2 separate regions of the Pan troglodytes genome follow, and region 2 is linked to region 1. The links are chromatin contacts, called in public HiChIP or PLAC-seq maps. All regions are on one chromosome and are shown on one strand. The core of a region is the stretch at or near the end of the contact, and the rest is flanking DNA. Distances in the headings are between cores, read along the strand shown. Region 1 holds the start of RPS26 (ribosomal protein S26). Region 2 holds the start of GDF11 (growth differentiation factor 11).

What was found. HiChIP or PLAC-seq counts read pairs in DNA pulled down with a chosen protein or histone mark.
Region 2: an H3K4me3 HiChIP or PLAC-seq map of stem cell-derived excitatory neurons shows a contact between it and region 1, with 2.7 times the contacts expected there. The contact joins the promoter of GDF11 here to the promoter of RPS26 in region 1. A contact is called at or near these places in 1 of 7 Hi-C or Micro-C datasets (stem cell-derived neural progenitor cells) and 1 of 1 datasets of contacts at active chromatin or transcription factors (stem cell-derived excitatory neurons).

Annotation. Positions count from the first base shown.
Region 1 is chr10:39,969,977-39,972,758 of NHGRI_mPanTro3-v2.0_pri, reverse strand. It overlaps RPS26 (ribosomal protein S26), which reads left to right and starts at 1,276. Exons shown (of 4, transcript NM_001252589.1): 1 at 1,276-1,543; 2 at 1,799-1,976; 3 at 2,730-2,782. The coding sequence starts at 1,541.
Region 2 is chr10:40,267,074-40,269,801 of NHGRI_mPanTro3-v2.0_pri, reverse strand. GDF11 (growth differentiation factor 11) reads left to right here and starts at 1,283. Exons shown (of 4, transcript XM_016923257.4): 1 at 1,283-1,837. The coding sequence starts at 1,393.

The DNA of each region.
Region 1 (2,782 bases), core at 27-2,526:
TAGCTGGGATTACAGGTGTGCGCCACCAGGCCTAATTTTTGTATTTTTAGTAGAGGTGGGGTGTCACTATGTTGACTAGGCTGGTCTTGAACTCCTGACCTCAGGTGATCCGCCTGCCTTGGCCTCCCAAAGTGTTGGGATTACAGGCGTGAGCCACTGCACCCAGCCTAAGGCTTAAGTCTTTCCGATGGCTCTTCAGAGGTAAATGGAGCTTACACATAATCTTTCAATTAGGGGTCAGATTCACCAATGAGTGGTGAAATAATTTTCGTGGTTTTTGATCAGCATTTATTAAAATAGAGAACAGAAAGATTAAGTAAAAATAAAGAATAGAACATACCAGCACACCTATGACAAGGGTAAGTATCGTTTCATAAAGCTTGTGTTTCAGTTTTGCATGTGCATGTAATCGTGTTTGTGTGTGTACTGGGTACCAATGTAAAATGTATTCGTGCTATGGATCTGGGTGAAAAACGTTTAAGTCATTAGTCCAGGCTATTCCTCCATCCATTTGTTAGGTGACATACAGCATAGTACAGCGGAGCCAGAATACCTACTGCACCTCAGTTCTTCAATCTTTTTTTTTTAATTGATTTATTTATTTTTGAGACAGAGTTTCGATCTTTTTACCCAGGCTAGAGTGCAGTGGCGCGATCTCGGCTCACTGGAAACTCCGCCTCCCAGGTTCAAGATTCTCCTGTCTTAGCCTCCTGAGTACCTGGGATTACAGGCGCCCACCACCAGGCCGGGCTAAATTCTTCAATCTTTAAAGTGAGGATAATAATAGTAGCTACCTATAGGCTTGCTCAAAGTTAAATGAGTTAATATTTATAAAGGCGCTTACCACAGGGCCAGGCACTGTGCCAGAGATAAAAAGATGAATGAGAAATAGCCCCAGCCTCAATGCACTTCATTGTGGGATTTTCTCCATATTGGAAGGAGGGATTCACAAAATGCTTGTTTCCTCTCAGGCCTTCCTCTTCGTAATCCTACACCTACCTAGTAGAAGGACTGTCAGAGAAATGAGCCCAGGGCGTCCCCCGGTGGCGCAGCGCCGCCTTCGGTCTAAGCACTTGGGGCAGGGGGGAAGGGGGGGAGGGGGAGCCTCTTGGCTTCGCACTACAATTCCCACCAAGCATCTCTCCCTCTCTGGCCTCTAATAACGAGTGCGCCTTGTGGTCCAGCGTCTGGCAACTTTCACGCATAGCGTCGCGTATACCGGAAAATTGCATCGTCCAGAATTGCTTCCGAGTCGGCGCGGCGCAAGGCTTGCTGGGAGACACATAACCTCGATTTTCTTCCGCCATCCGGCTAAATAGTCCCATGTGCACTTTGTTCCATGGATAAATAAACACTAGGAACGCATTTCCACCCTAGATTTCAGCAGAAATGCTGAATGTAAAGGAATATTTGAGTAAAGTGAGTTGCCGTTCTTGAAGCCCGTCTCCTAAGGATTCTCCCGGTGTGCGCGTAGGGATCTCATGCTATATAAGAGGGCCCTGCCAGGCACCGCCTCCTCTCTCCGGTCCGTGCCTCCAAGATGGTGAGTCTTCTTGCGTGGTGAGGGTGGGGGTTCGGGTGCAGACTCTGGGATTGTGGGCAAGTGAGAGCCTGGAGCACGGCTGAGGGGTGGACCGAGTGTACATTTCATTTGCTCTGGGGGTCGGCGGCATTTGCGGAGAAACAGGAGATCCGGGCGGCGTCTTCCTGGAGGCTGCCTGTGCGGCTTGTGGCCGGAAAGGGACTGAGGCTGGGTGAGTTGCGCCGTCTTCCTAACAGTTTTCCCATCCTGTCGCAGACAAAGAAAAGAAGGAACAACGGTCGTGCCAAAAAGGGCCGCGGCCACGTGCAGCCTATTCGCTGCACTAACTGTGCCCGATGCGTGCCCAAGGACAAGGCCATTAAGAAATTCGTCATTCGAAACATAGTGGAGGCCGCAGCAGTCAGGGACATTTCTGAAGCGAGCGTCTTCGATGGTAAGTGGGTCACCGGCGCGAACTGTGTGAGGATCCCAGTATCTTAAAGCCTTCGCCCAACTTCGCCCTTCTGCAGGCTCTGTTCTTTGGAGCCTCTCAGGCAATTTCCACGTATTTAAGGTTGTTACTGGTAGAGAATTCTCTTGTTTGCTGTTTTGATTCTTTTCTGGGCAGAGGGTGACTTTGTGATAGAGTGCACAGCCTTTACTCTGAGGTAAAGGTTTGCCTGTTTCGGTTACGAGATTGCAAAAACTAGAAACTTGGTAAATTTGACAATTCTTGTGCTATTGATTATTTGAGTACTTGTGAAAATATACAGGTGAGGAAGAATGTCTTCAACGTTTCGAGAATGGAGGCCGTCTAGTTTGGTGTGCAAGGATGATGTTTGGAGCAATAAGAACATCGCTTTTTTTCCTTTTATAGAAAGAGCAAGGTTCAGGGTAGGCATTAGGGCGGGTGTAGGTGTAGAAGGAACTGGATTATTGGTTTATTGCATTTAGAATGCCAGTCTGGTCCTTGCGGTGTCAAGATGAACTCACGTGGGATGTTAATTCACTTGTAAAACTGAGGGTTATACATATGTGCTCAGGTATTGGGCTGAACAGGTGCTTTGGGGGTGCTTTTATGTGCCCGACAGGCATTTAAATAGGTTTAGTTTTAATTGACGTAAACATGTAAGGTGCTCTTCATTCATGTAACAAAAAAGCAAGGTAGGTATATAATACCAGTATAACTCTATTTTCTATTCCTTAGCCTATGTGCTTCCCAAGCTGTATGTGAAGCTACATTACTGTGTGAGTTGTGCA
Region 2 (2,728 bases), core at 34-2,533, 300 kb before region 1:
GCTCACCCTTGCAACCTCCAGCCCCTTCTCAGACTTCTAAGACCCTGCAGATCCAAAGATATAGCTAGAAATCCAGAGATCTAGATTTCTCCCCAAGTATAACAGCCTCCAGCCATCTCCTCTCACCCTTCCCCCAGTGGCCTCTAGCTCCTGCCTTTTCCAGCCGGCTGACTACCTTAGCCCTGTTAAGCCCCAGTTTCAAGCTCACAGTCTTCCCAGCTCTATGTCTTCCCTCTGTTTCAGTTCTTCCCATCACCTCTCCACCTTCTTAGGTTGTCCCTGACCTCTTCCTCTCCTAGTCCCCTTAATCCCTCTGATGAGCCTAGCCTGGTGCTTCCTTCCATGGCTTCCTTGAGCATCTTCTTTGGGCTACCTCTGGTGGCTAGAGCTCCTCTGGTCTCAAGTTCTCCACCTCTGTCCCCTGGGCTCTCTGTGCTCCCACCAAGGCTGACTCTTGTGGCTCCTTCTCTCAGGAGTTTCTGCCTTTCCTCTCCCCCACCCCCAATCCCCTGCACCTGCCTCCTCAGGGGCTCCCTTGGTGTCTCCCTGTCTGTGCCCCTCTCTCTCCTCCCCCATCCTGATTTCTCTCCCCCCCATCCCCCCACCCCCACCCCTTTCCCAGGGCACTCGTCTGTCCTCTGTTCCTCTGCCCCTGTTCCCATCTCCATGACCCCCGATCTCTTCTGGTCTGGCTCTGTAGACCTCTGTCTCCCCCTATCTAGTGGTACCCCTCTTCTCCCCATTTTTGTCTCCACTCTAACTCTCCCACTAGTTGTCCCAGTCTTCCTCCTTCTTGGTTCTGTGTCTCCCACAGACACACAATTTCCCTCTCTAGCTAAGTCTCTCACCTCTGCGTCTTCCCCCTGACTCTTCTTTTCCTCCTTTGTCTCTCCCTCTCTCCTCCTCCTTTTCCTATCTCTGTCTCTTCCCCCTTTATCTCTCTGATTCTCCTTGGTCTCTCTGGCTCTGACTTTCCCTCTATATCCGCCCCCCGCCCCCTCATATCTCTGTCTCTTCATCTCTCTCTGGCCCTTGCTCCCTCACTCCCTCCCTCTCTCTATTCCTCGGCTCTCTCCGGCTCCCTCTCTCGCCTCGGATGACAGCGCTGCCTCTTTTGTTGGCTCCGCAGCCAATCGCGGCCGCTGACGACACGGGGGCCGGGGCTATAAAGGGCCTGGCCCGGGCTCGGGCCCCCCCAGCCGCCCGCCCCGGCCGCCCGCCCGCCCCGCCCGCGCGCCCGCCGCCCCCGGCCCCCCGGGTCCCCCCTCGGCCGGGCAGCCCCCAATCCCGCGCCGCCCGGACCCCCTCCTCCTTCCTCCCTCCTCCCTCCGCCCCCTCCCCGCGGGACTCCGGCGTCCCCGCCCCCCAGTCCTCCCTCCCCTCCCCTCCAGCATGGTGCTCGCGGCCCCGCTGCTGCTGGGCTTCCTGCTCCTCGCCCTGGAGCTGCGGCCCCGGGGGGAGGCGGCCGAGGGCCCCGCGGCGGCGGCGGCGGCGGCGGCGGCGGCGGCAGCGGCGGGGGTCGGGGGGGAGCGCTCCAGCCGGCCAGCCCCGTCCGTGGCGCCCGAGCCGGACGGCTGCCCCGTGTGCGTTTGGCGGCAGCACAGCCGCGAGCTGCGCCTAGAGAGCATCAAGTCGCAGATCTTGAGCAAACTGCGGCTCAAGGAGGCGCCCAACATCAGCCGCGAGGTGGTGAAGCAGCTGCTGCCCAAGGCGCCGCCGCTGCAGCAGATCCTGGACCTACACGACTTCCAGGGCGACGCGCTGCAGCCCGAGGACTTCCTGGAGGAGGACGAGTACCACGCCACCACCGAGACCGTCATTAGCATGGCCCAGGAGAGTAAGTGGGCTGCGGGGCGCGAGCAGTGGGGTGCTGGCTCTGGCCCCGCGAAGGGCGCCTTCTGCTCCAAGCGGGGCGCTCCCTGCTGCCCCGGCCCGGAAGCTTTTTCTGCGAAAACTTGACGAATTAGGGAGCGGGGGCTACTTCATAGAAGTTTTCCGAGCGGTGGAGATGGGCTGCAAAGTTGTATGCACGCCTAGTTCCCGGAGGTTGGGGCGGGGGAAATGGGGCGGGTTTCGAGATAGTGCCTTCCACCCCCAGTATGCTAAAAAGATCCTTGTTGGAGTCCGGGGAAGCTGGGGCTGGGCAGTGACTCTGTCCTGAAAAGCCGTGGTGGGGAGGCTGGAGAACAGAATCGGGAGGCTGCAGGACCCCCGCAGCCCCAGCTGGACTGCAGTGCTCTCTGCTTCCCAGTGGCCCTGGCGGTAACTCCCCACTCCGTGCTCCGTTCGCAACGTGCCCAACCGCCTGCAGAGAACTGTGTGCTTTCTCCCAAGAATAGGGTCCCAGAGCCCTGTACACCTCCTGGCAGCCCAGCTGGCACCCTTTCCATCCTGACCCCTGTCTCAGACCGGGTATCCCAAGGGGTCGGAAAAGCTGTGCCTTCTTGATACTGACCGAGCTCGGAGAGCTCAACTCCATTGCGCTGGGGGCTAAGGACACTCATTGGCTACTCAAACCTTAGTGTTCCATCCCTTATTCGCCCACCCCTACTGCAGGTGGACTTGAGAGAGACGAAGACCTAGGAAAAAAGAGAAAGTAGTAGATGGGGGAGCAGGAACCCAGGCATCCGAGCCCCTGACCAAACGGAAGATGAACATATAATAGACATGAGCTGCTTTGAAATTTTATGGCCTGGAAAATCCAGGCGAATACTACACCCTCCCTTTT